2 separate regions of the Gossypium hirsutum genome follow, and region 1 is linked to region 2. Evidence: chromatin contacts called from public Hi-C data. All regions are on one chromosome and are shown on one strand. Each heading gives the region's core, a stretch centred on a gene start, on an enhancer-like site or on the middle of the called end of the contact. The rest is flanking DNA. Distances are from core to core; before and after follow the strand shown.

What was found. A called contact is a pair of places that touch in the nucleus more often than the background predicts.
Region 1: a contact with region 2 is called in a Hi-C map of leaf, with 3 times the contacts expected there. The contact joins the promoter of LOC107923952 here to the promoter of LOC107924092 in region 2. A contact is called at or near these places in 2 of 34 Hi-C or Micro-C datasets (callus and leaf).

The regions. Positions count from the first base shown.
Region 1 is chrA12:77,414,758-77,420,885 of Gossypium_hirsutum_v2.1, forward strand. LOC107923952 (actin-related protein 2/3 complex subunit 5A) reads right to left here and starts at 2,506. Exons shown (of 4, transcript XM_016854175.2): 1 at 2,271-2,506; 2 at 2,120-2,192; 3 at 1,913-2,013; 4 at 686-1,201. The coding sequence starts at 2,371. The coding sequence ends at 1,066.
Region 2 is chrA12:76,712,673-76,719,416 of Gossypium_hirsutum_v2.1, forward strand. LOC107924092 (putative pre-16S rRNA nuclease) reads right to left here and starts at 4,932. Exons shown (of 7, transcript XM_016854390.2): 1 at 4,591-4,932; 2 at 4,455-4,514; 3 at 4,257-4,369; 4 at 4,051-4,119; 5 at 3,399-3,450; 6 at 3,050-3,196; 7 at 1,821-2,015. The coding sequence starts at 4,878. The coding sequence ends at 3,059. It also overlaps the pseudogene LOC121211401.

The DNA of each region.
Region 1 (6,128 bases), core at 1,256-3,755, 700 kb after region 2:
TACCAAAACAAATTTATGCTAAGGGTATTCTGGTCATTTTAGTTTTCTCCATTATGCTATTACACCTCTATTACATTCAACCAAACACAGTTTTACTATTACGCCTCTATTCCATTACATTCAACCAAACAGTTGATTTGCTATTACACCTCTATTCCATTACACCTCTAATCCAATCCAATACACCTCTAATCCAATACAGCGAACCAAACGTGCTCTCAATGTGCTAATAACTGCATTAGCAAGTCTTCAATAATGCACTCAGTTTCAACAATGAGCAACTACTTCTCTTTTATCATCATTGGTCCCTACGAAACAACAGTTTCCACTCTATATCTCATGTCTACTCCCTCAGCTCAACTACACCTACTCAAGTTAAGATTTATTGAGTTCTAAATAAGTTTTTGGTTGATTGTCAGGCTATTTTTAGACATCTAGCAATCCACAGGCAAGAAACCAAAAAATATAACCAAGAAACAAAAAAAGAAAGGTAAAAGTACCAAAAAATTTTTTACTAGGAGTTGGATTGTATTTTACCAGTAGAAATGGATGAATCTTTAACAGAAATTGCCAATTTGCTCATTGATCTAACATATATGAATTAATTTGCCTATTTTTAGATAAAAGAGACAAAATACAATTTAACTTATAATACAAAAGCTTCATCGTACTTTTACCAATAAGGAACAGAAAATATGCTCATGTCTAGTATATATAACAATTACAGCTATCTATACTTTTTGAAGTCTTTTGCTTCATATTCGATCTCTCTTTTCATGCAAATTTCATAGCAACCCATAGGTAACAAGATTCTCAAATTAAGATAAAGAGGGAGGGAAAGGGAGAGGGACTGGAAGGTGGTGATAAGATTCTATACCTAAACACCTCCAATTACCCCAAGTAGAAAAGCCAGATAGGAGACCATATAACCCATGTGACCGCAACTCTGATCTGGAAATACGAATCATGGAAGAAAAGCTGTAACATAAAAGCTTCTAAAGCACTTCAATGATTTAAGAACAACAACACTTGAAAACATTTTCCAAAGTGAAGGGCCTATTGGAGTCAAATTGCATTCACAGTATCTGCAAGGGAACGAAGTATGCAGCCCAAACCAGCTCTCTCCGTCAGCTTCTCATGGATCCTAAGGCACTGATCACATGTGGGGCGATCTCCGGTTGACAATCCTCTATACAAATACCTGGAAATAACACAATAATCCTTGCTTATTATTATTTTGCAGTATCAAATACACAAATACTGAGCATGTGTACTTGTCAAGAAAGCAATTGTTTACTTTTACCAGAGCTATAACATTTCACTAGGCAATGTTCAGTAGCGGAACTCAAAGACCTAGTAAAGATAAAGTTTTGTAAGTGTCATCAGCTGAATGAACTTCTAGACCTTTACCAATATTCAATATTGAATATGATTAGTTCTGCAGAATTCAAATCTGATTTTCTTTTTCAACCTCAGGTTCCTACCATTCTAGCCAATATAAGATATCCTGTCACCAATACTCTGAGTTCGCAACAAAGACCAAACTCCTACAGAAAGAAGACTTTAAACCCAATAAACTGTTATATCTGTAATAAACCAAGTCCAAGTAACATTGTTCCCTACCAAACTCCTTATCAGAACAATTACAGTAAAAATGTTAAAAACCATAGCACCAGCACCAACTATGAAAATTCAGCTCTAAAGGGTATGAAATTGGACTCATATTATCAGCAATAAGAATGACAATAACATAAAGCTACAAACATGGAATATAAAATAATCTATTAGGAAGAGATCATAATACTAATATGCATAATTGAGAATAAAACTAGCTCGCCCTAATTTAAATTTTCTAATTTTGAGATACAATACAATCAAAACAAGGAATACCCAAAAAAAAAAAAAACCTCACTTCATAAGGATATCATAGTACTCAGGATCCAAAGAAGAGAACATTCCTTCGACATCTTTTATAGCCATTAGCGCTCTATGCACAACTATCCAATTCGCTGACTGCAAATCCCCAAATCCAAAATTAAAAAGAAAAGAAGAAGAAGAAATGCTTAATGTTTTATATAATTGAATAAAAAGAAATTGAACATTTTTTGGGGTCCAAAACCTTGCATCGCTCGTCACGTATCATATGAGAAGATCCCTCGAGCGCAGTTTTAAGAGCTTCAACGGGCTTATTCCTGAGATAGGAAGAAATTAATTTCAATTAATTAAGGGTTTTTTTCAAAAGAGATTTTAAATGGATTAAAAATACTTACTGTTTAAGTAAGCTCTCGATCTTCCTGGATTTGTGCTCGATTCTTGTTATTATGGCTTCCGCATTATCAGCTTCCACGAATTTCTCAGCTGCTGCCATCATCGCTAATTCACTAACTCCTCGGATCCAAAATCAGAGTTCCAGTAAGAAAGCCTTTTTGTCCTCCTAAACAGCGTCGTTTTAAACTTTCTACACGAAAGTAAATGGTTAAACTACACAGTTAGTCCACCAACTATTACTAATTTTTTTTAGTCATCTAATTATAAAAAGTTATAAAATCATCACCAAACTATTCGATTTTTTTTTTCACTTGCTTGTGGGAAGATGATGTGTCTAGGAGTGAGCGTTCGATCGAATCAAATGGAATAGAGTGAAAATTTTTGAGTTAATCTAACTGATGAATCCTATTTTATCATCTTAACTTGATTTGAAATTTTCTCAAATCGAGTTGAGTGAGATGGAATTCAAATTGAATATATTTTTCGAGTTAAATTTAAAAAATAACTTTGGATCCTTGTAGCCACTTTCACCCATCATAATTAAATTTGCTCACTGGAATTAAATTTGTTATTAACTTCCATCTCCTTATAATTTATTTATTAATCTTTAATGTACATAATAGCTTATTTGCTTGCTTAGTTGCTTCAATTATCTTCTAATTCTTCTCACATTGTATTTTGAAATTAAAAATATATATTAAAGGTAAAAAATGATTTTTTTAATAAAAGTTATTTTAAAGATAAAATGACAAATTGATACTTATAGAAAATTTTAACACCTATATTTTATGTCATAATCAATAATTTAATTTTAACGAAAATTGATAAAAATTCAACATTATTAAACAGTTTAATAATATAAATAATATAAAGTGTGGAATTTATTCAATAATATAAATAGTAGACATAAGTTCAAAAAAAATTTTGAGGTTTGGGAGAGGTAAAAGTTTTAGGAGAAAGCAAAAAAGAAAAAAAAATTGAGGGTTTGGAGAAGTAAAAGTTTTGAGAAAAAAATAAAAGAAAAATATTTTTAAGGGTTTGGGGAATAAAAGTTTCGGGGAAAATAAATGGAAAAATGTTTTTGGGAGTTTGCGAGGAAGTAATTTTTTTTTAGGAAAGTAAAAGTGTTTGGGGGGGGGGGTTGGATGAAGAGGAGAAGAATGATTTAATATTTGACTTATTCGAATTATTTGAGTTATTTGAATTCAAAAATTTAACTTAATTATAACTCAAAATTTGAAAAAGAAAGAGTTAATTAAAAATTTAATTTTTTTCGAGTTAAATTAAATTTTACTTACCCTAAATATGGTAGCTTTTAAAATTGACATAATAATAACCTTAACATTTATATATTATATTAATTTAGTTTTGATTCTAAAAAGTTTAACCTCAATCAAATTAAACTTGATTGATAACTCAAACTATTCAATCTCAAGCTTGACTAAATAATCATCAAATTGAATTCAAATATTGTTTAAATGAAATTCAAATAATTTATGAGTACCTTTGTTTTATTAACCTCTATTTAGACAGTTTATTTTGATATTTATTATGAAAAAAATAATTTAACAATGTTTTATTGTTTTTATTGAATTGGATTGGAATTGATACTAAATTAAATAGATTATATTATTTATAGGAAATTCAATCTAGTAAAATTTATAAATTTAAAAAATTTCAACTATAAATAATAAAAACAATCATATCTTAATTTTATAAATAAAAATTATAATAATATAACCAAAATTCAGAAATATTAAAAAAAAAACCACTTCATCCATTTACATGTTTTTTTAAATATATAAACATGAATTTTTAATCTCAAAATTGTTTCAAAAATCAAACATCCTTTATATCACCTTATTGTTAATTAACCAAAACTAATAGTAGAATTACTACAAACAAATCCAACTTAACACGCAAAGTATCACATACAATGGCTACTTTAGACACCGTTTAAGCACTATAAGCATCGTCTTTGCCGTTGTTCCAAAAAGCGCAAATACACACACAAAATCCTATGGTGAGGAGAACAAGGAAGACGATATTGACGGTCGCCTTTTTCCTTAACGACTGCTTCAAATTATCTGCCACAGCCGCCTTGCATGATTTGCAATTAAAACATAAACACTTTGGGATCGTTTTCCCATGTTTTGCAATCGGGATTGTCGAAAACTCCGCTCTCCTTCGTCCAGTTCGTCAGACCTCTATATGTAAACACGCACTCGTCCGGCAGTTTACAGCACCCGGACTGCAATGAATCATTTAATCACGAATTATATTTGAACAAAGCATGATTGTTTTGAAATTTATAATATGTTGGAACAAATTTCATGCAAGAGACGAATCAAAAAATGAAAATTTTGTAATTTATTACCTTAAAAAATGATGGAAATATGGGTGTGTGCGTTTAGGATTATTTAGAGGTCATCATGGCCGAGGGAAAGCAAAATTTGTTATCTCTTTTTCAGGTTGAAGCTCATTTTAAAAAAAAAAACTTAAAATTTTGTCTAAATTTCTCTCGATAAAATTGTTAGAATTTGAACTCGACTTGATTCGGTCATATTTAAATTTTGTATATTATTTTTTATATAAAAATAAAATAAATATAATATATCAAATACACTAAAAATATTAAAATAAATGTTTTCTAACAATTTAAAAATAAATTTTTAAAAAAATTATACTTAAATAACACTAAGATAGGTACAACTTAGCAAGCAAATGTATCTAAAATAATAAATAATAATAATAATAAACAAAAATTGTAGAATATCCAAATAATAACAACAATATAATAATAAAATAATGACAAAATGACAATAAAACAATTGCAGAACAGCAACAGTTTTTTTTTAACAAATTCGGGACAAGCCGAGTCTAGGTAAAAAAACTTACTTGAGGCCCGACCCATTTAGAAAATAGACTTTTTTTTGTCAAAATCCATTTTCCGAACTTATATTTTTGCTCAAACCTTCCCACTTTTTTGATAATTCTATTCTATAAAAAATATATATGAGAATATAAGTTAATATGTAATAAAATGATCAAACTATAAATTAATAAATAATAAAATTTAATTTTGACTCCACTAAAAAAAATTTAAATTTACTCTTGTGTAAGGTTGACTTAAATTCAAAATAAATCTAACAGAAAATCATATATGATAATTATTGTATACGATAAGGTTTTAATTTAGATACGATCTCGAAATGAAATGACCTTTTACCCATTTGACCTTTGACTTCTTTATGAATGCAACCAAAACACGTCTCAAATTTTTAAATAATACTTTATAATATACTATTTTTACAAAATTAAATAAACATATTATAAAAGTAATAGATTATAATAAAATATAAAAAAGTATTTTTAAAATCGATTATTTTGAAGGGAAATTAACGAAAATATATGTTATAAAATTATAAAATTATAGTTATAAAACAGGGGGTTTTAATAAATAGGAAAATATGAAACAGTGACGCCACGTCATCTGTATCCCTTTCCAATAGTTTTATGCCACATCAGTTTCAGGATAAGAATACTGATGTGGCATAAAACTATTGGAAAGGGATACAGATGACGTGGCGTCACTGTTTCATACAATCCTTCCTCCTAATAAATATATAGAGATAAATGTTACAAATTACATTTAAATTCGATTTTAATTTCTGATAAAAAAAAACATTGATTCGGTTCATCCAAAATCCAGTTTTAAAAAAACGGGCATCATCCAGCAAATAATTTAATTAGTTGATTCAATTTTAATTGAGAAAATTATTAAATTAAACTGACTGAATCAAAGTTGTTTAGATGATTATAAAATATAAAAATAATATAATATAAATCAGTTTCTTCAC
Region 2 (6,744 bases), core at 3,682-6,181:
TCAGAAATCATTCACTGATCATCTGTTTCACCAAAATAAGTAACAGACGGTTAGTTGGTTAAGAGAGGACATTTCTCACCTCCAGTTTACCCAATTCCGTGTAGAAAAAGTCAAGCAAGCTTCTTTTAGCTTCACGGACTTGACAATAAACAATGGACTTTGGAATCGAGTGGCGCAAAGTAGCGCAGACCATATTTACGTAAGACAAAACTGTACTTCCTGCTCATACATTGTTAGAAACCCATTATCAGAAATAAAATACATTGAATAATAGTATCCTTCGATTAAGTTTCAAACAATTGAGATCCATCCTCAACTTTTTGTGTATATGAACCTACCAATTCTCCTCAGGTAGGAGTCATTGTATCGGTCAAATATTGATTGCGTAGCACTGCCACCCTTATCCACATCTTGAGGAAGCTTTCGGAAGAACTCAACTGTAAGGTAACAACATTCCATATCGACCAGTTGAAGTGTTGCTTTTTTGCTCTGATCCCTCATTCTTTCAAGAGACTCGATCGCAGCATTTCCCACCTCTACTCTGAGTGCAGGATATTGCTTTAACTCCTGAAAACCAAACCATGTTGACTCTTATAAACCTTGAAGAATACTAAACTCAATGTCAAGAGATAGAAAAATAACAGGCAAAATTTCTTTGGTACATGAACAATATAAGCAAAGATGGGAACATACCGGAGTTTCACTCATAGCCTTGTGAACCAGATCCTTCAGAATGGAATGAGTCTAAAAAATGTAACAAATGAAATCAATCCAATTTGAAGCATCAGTCTATGACCAACATGATCCCTAGTAAACCGAGACCTTAATAGCAGTTAAAAATTATCAACATTTTTTATGTAAGACAACTAAATAGTAAAGGATAGCAAGAATCTTGATACTTGAAAGAAAAAAAATGTTTTTTAAGAATCACAACTGAACTGATGCTGAAAGAAAAAGAAAACTAGATAATCTTGGCATGCCAAATTGAATATGACAGATATAGCATTTTTTCTAAAATTTACTTTCATACCGCATCAACAGCAGCCTCAGCTGGACCTCTGATAGTAACTAAAGTAGATTCAATCAAACGACAGTATCCTTGTTCGGGAGCTATTAAATGTGGTTGATAGCCATCAGCTTCCATCAGCTTCAGTAATGAGCTTCCTAATATTCTCCATTGATAGTTGCCTGTCAAATTGCAACCTTTTCAAAGCAGCAGGAAGTTGGTTGTCGAAAACATTGTAAACCTTATCACCACCAGTACGCCTGTGAACAATATTGAAAGTCAAGACAAAATCTCTAACAAAATTAGCAAAATTGAATGATGTTAAAGATAGGTGTATTAAGGAAGGTAAAACAAGACGTGATACATACACCCCATCCAAATGTTCTCTGAAATTTTGATAAAAAAGACAGCAAATCTCCATAATTGTGCACAACTTCCCCTGTATAAGCATCTCAATCATCAGTAATTCCTAAAGAGCTTATAACTAATAATCAACTGCAAGTGGAATAGCCAAAGAATTCCAAAATCCACACACAAGAGCACACTTACACCCGCATCAGCTGCAATAGGCTTTCCAAGGCGACTCAATTCGGTTTCAAGTTCAGCAATTGTTTTATTAATAAGGGACTGAATGCCAGGGATTCTAGACTTGATAACAGTTTCCAAATGCTGAGACATTAACCAGTATGACAAAGTTAATACAACTTAAGAAAAGATAGCATTAAACCCAGTATCATCTTGTCCTTTACAAGAAAGTATAGGATAAAAAGTACAAAAAAAAAGGAAAAAAAGAAATAAACGCCCTATAGATTACCTTTGAAAGCATCTTAGCAAGATGCTCAGAACCCATTCTATGAGCAAGATGCCTATATTCAAGCGTAGTAGAAAAATACTCACGCTCTGTACGTCGAGCAGCAATCATATCAACATTCTTGTTAATATTTGCTTGTGAGCGATTCACGACACCAACCCAAGGGAATTTCAGCCGATAAGATTTGCCTTCCAATATCTAAGTCAAAGGAAACATGAATCAGAACATGATAACGCCTAAGATGAATTGGAACACTGGAGATTTGCTTGGTTCGGCCAGTTTCTCTATCCGTCTCATCTTGAATCTCCTTCCTGATGGCAAAGGGGAACAGAAGAGGCAAAGGGTAAAACAGGGAGGGTAAAGTGAAGCAGCACCTAAACTGAGCAAAAGGGACGGATTAGAAATCGGTGGATTTCACCGATTAGGGCAGTAATGGATTACACCCGTAATAGCATTACCATGAACCAAACAACGGAATAAAGGGCGCTTAAGTGGGGCCCACCGATTAGCCAATACACCCAACCAAACATGGTGTAAATGCTTAAATTGGGACTTAGACTTAATCTTCTAGGGATTGATCATATATAAAAGGCAAATCTTTCAAAATGATTATATAAAGGTCAATCCTTCACAATAGTGTTCAAATGAAAGCTAAATCTTTCAAAATGATCAATTAAGGACTAAAATTTTTCAAAAATGCTCAAATAGAGACTTTTCAAATGTCATATTTTGAGTTTTAAATTATATTTTTTTTTGAAATAATATTTGATTCAACTATTACATGTGCGTTCTATTCTAATCGCATCATATTCCCCTAATTTTTATTACAAATTTGACCCTTATTTGAAGCAAACCTCTAAATGGTTCAGCAAAGCACTAATTTGAGCATTTAGCATTAATAATATACCCTTTCCTCTTTATCCTATCATAAGCCTCTTAAATTTGTAGTCAACACCTACATATTCAACTCTTTGAGTTAAATGGTATTATTTTTCATAAATATAAGAGAACTAAAAGGAAATCTGGGATCCTAATTGTTCATATGTCACCCCAAGTGCAAGATTTTAACATTTTCTGTTCTTGGTTCTTTCCAGTTTGGTTTAATGGAAAATTTTGCAGCAAAATCACTTAGGTAGACTAGGAGTTGCAATTGTTAAGCACTACTTCATATGCACTCTCAAATTCATATTCCCTAAACTCTAGATAAAACACAAGGATTTGGTTATCCTTACAAGGTATTATCAATCAACAAATTCTTCAGGTGAAAAATCGATGTCCAGTGGTGTACCCTTTCTGAGTTTTTCTTGCAAATCAATCTGTTTCGGCAAAACAATCTCAATGTCCTCACCGGAAATGGCAAAGTATCTCTCTAGTAATATCTGCAGTAAGAACAAAAAAAAAAAAAAAATAAATAATAATAATAATAATAAGAGGTATAAGAAGAAAATGAACGACATCAAAATTGAAATCCATGGTCTTCTTTACAAATTAAACCAAAAGTTCACTACAACCATGAATCACCATTGAAGAAGTATACTATTATCGTTTTTCAATCATAAAAAAGAGAAAAATGCTACAGACCACAGCAGCATATGCATCGGAGGTTTTTTGGCGTGCAGACTTGTTGAGACCCCTGAAAGACAAGTGAAAGAATTATGCTCCAGTTCAGACATCAAGAAGAAAAAATTTCAAAGATACAGAAATATCATGACCCAGAACGTTATGCCTTTGCAATTGTCCTCTTTTCATAACAAGTCGTAGGCATCAACAAACCTAACATGCTAGGCCATGTTGCAAGGCACCAACAGGTGCGTCTTCACAGATTTGAACTCGCGGCCTTACACACAAATGAGCAATACAACAGTCAATCAATTAGTATAGTGCATTCTTTTGCATGCAAAGGATCTATGTATATCCAAAAAGGACAATTTCGACATGCTAGGCCGGGTCATGAGGCACAATCTGCAATTGTCCTCTTCTCATAATCACAAATCTTCAATATAAGGACCCGACCTAGCACACTAGTCCACCTTGTGAGGCACAAACAGATGCGCGTGGCCTTACACACAAATGAGTGCACTCTGCAATATGACCAACACTCAATTAGTATAGTGGAGTGCATTCTTTGGCATGCAAAGGATCTATGTGTATCCAAAAGGGACAATTTTGGAGACACAGCCGTCAGAGTCGTGACTTGGACAGGAAATATCAAATTGGGGAAACTTATTTGTACAAGTTAATCATCCTGTAAGCAGCTTCTGATGATGTCCCATGTTCATCTTGTAGATACACTCTCCAACCCCTGAGTTTGAGTAAAGCAATTGAGACACACACACAAAAAAAAAAGTGATTTTTTATGCAAATTAAGACCAACCCAAATGGTTGAAGCAAATACGCAAACAGTTTGGACTTCAAGCGAGAAACATAAAAAAACATTACCTCTCGGCAGCTCGAACCGCTAGCCGTCCGGCAATACTACGAACTTTGTTCGATTGAGGGGTCTCCTTTCCATCCCAAGATTTAGGGATTCCAATTATAAATTCATCAACCTCCTACAATATATATAACTCTACCATTACACCGAAAATTTGCATTTAAAAAGCTTCGAATTAAAAGAGAGAAAGTAAATTTTTTAACCTCTCTTTCAGCCATGTCAAGCAGTTGTAGCTCAAGTTTTTGTCCTCTCAATTTCAAAACCTATAAAGATACAGAAACAGGGAAAACATCGAACAGGTAGTAAACTGAAAACCAAATTGAATGATGTTATTAGTACCGTGAGTGGACGAACGGAGAAACCTTTGCTAAGGGCAAGACCGGTACGTGATGAACCCAAATCCACGCCTAGGCTGAACCCTACTGTACATTGTGGATTGGTTTTACGGCGAAGGGCATTTGGGGGGAATTCTTGGAGAGACGACGACAAGGCATTGGGTTTCGGATTATAATTACGGATTAGGGTTGAGAAATAAGGAAGAAAAAATGGGGATTTTGAGAAGATTAGGTTAGGGTTGGTTTTAGATGGATTGAAAAATGGATGTGATTGCAATCGCGGTGAAGACATTGGAGATTGAGTGTCATACACTAAGCCCCCTAGCTTCCCTATCCAAGCAGAAAATTGTTGGGGGATTTTAAAACATGATCCCTCTATAACGAGTAAATTTAAGATTTACTATTTATACTTTAGTTGTTGCACTAGAGTCGAATTACATTTTGTCCCTTCTGCTAAAAATTGAATAAAGTAGTCCCTCTAAGTTAGATCAAAGAGTAAATTGGTTATTCTTTTAAAAATTTCATCAATTCCGATTGTTAAAAATTTATTCATGTACATCAACATGAGGTACATGTGACACGTCACGGTGTTATTATTTTGTTATTTTTTTAATCATGCCAATTTTTACTTTTTAATAGTAGTATTGAATCAATTTTTAACTAGAAATGACCAAATTACTCTTTGATCTAATGTACAATGATTAATTTGCCCATTTTTTAGTAAAGGAGGCAAAATGCAATTTGACACACAATATAGGGGCCTCTCTAGCATTTTTACCCAATAATTTGACATAATTTGGTTCCTATACATAATATCATTAGTTAGTAGAAATGCTAACTACTTGAACTAACTAATGTTATAGTAAAATTAAAGATAAAAGTACCGGGTAGGTCTTTTATTATAAGAATAAAATCAAATTAGCTCATATATTATTAAATAGATTAATTTAGTCCATATATTATTAAAAATAATAAACCATGATCGAATTTTAACATAATTAACATTTATAATTTAAAAAAATCATTTATTGTTTAAATTTTTTAAATTTTTTTATGGTTTTAAAAATGAAACATTTTGTTTAAATTTGAAATACAAATGAAAAACTAAAAATTTTTTGTGTCATTTTTAAAATATATGACAAAATTATGAGTTAAAGGATATGAGAGGTTTTTGTATTAGGGGACTGAATCAAATTAATTCTTTTATTATTAAATGGATCAATTTAGTTTATGTACTATCAAAAAGGATTAAATAAGTCCAAATTGTAAATGAGTTTAAATTTACTACATAAAAAATACCTTGAAAATTATTTTTTTCAATTGCAGTTCAATTCCAAACACAAAATTTCATTTATAGAACCATAAAAATTTTAAAAATATTAACTTTGTGAAATATTAAATGACGTTTTTTATGCAATAAACGTTAACTATATTCCAATTTAGCCTTGTTTGATTCCTTTTAATAGTAGAGGGACTAAATTGATCCATTTAATAGCATAAGGATTAATTTGATTAGATACCTATAATATAGGGACCTCTCAGGTATGTTCACCCAAAATTATGTTAAATTCATGCAAATTCACCCAGTTAAGGTGGGCTTCCTTGCTTTCCACATTAGAACCAATGGGCTCCATTGACGTCGAGTCGGCCGTCTCTTTAACCGGGTTATTTTGAAATACCACTTGGGCTTTTGGCGTGGACGTTGCCCTCCTACTAAGCCTTGTAGAGGGAAGAATGATAAAAACACCTTTCAAGTCCCTCTCAATTTTGATATTAAGCAAGTTGATCCCTTTCAAAAAAAATTGAAGTAATTTAAACTGTGAATTTCGAAAGTAAGCAACTAAGTACTATTAATTACTAGAATTCTACTTGTAAAATTAAAAGGCTTTATATGTGTTAAAACATGATCTATTAAAATATGTTTAGATCGAAATTTTATAAATTCTCCTTTTGATTGAGATATAAGGTTAAAATATGCTATAAGTTTTTGTACTCTTCACAAATTTAGAATTTAGTCTTTGTACTTTTTTTTTAGGAATTTAGTCTATCTACTTTCTGATATTCAAATCCAACTATTAACACAATTAAAATTATTTTGCTAAATTTAGATTTTTACAACTTCATTTTTTAATCACATGACTACTAAGTGAATATTTTT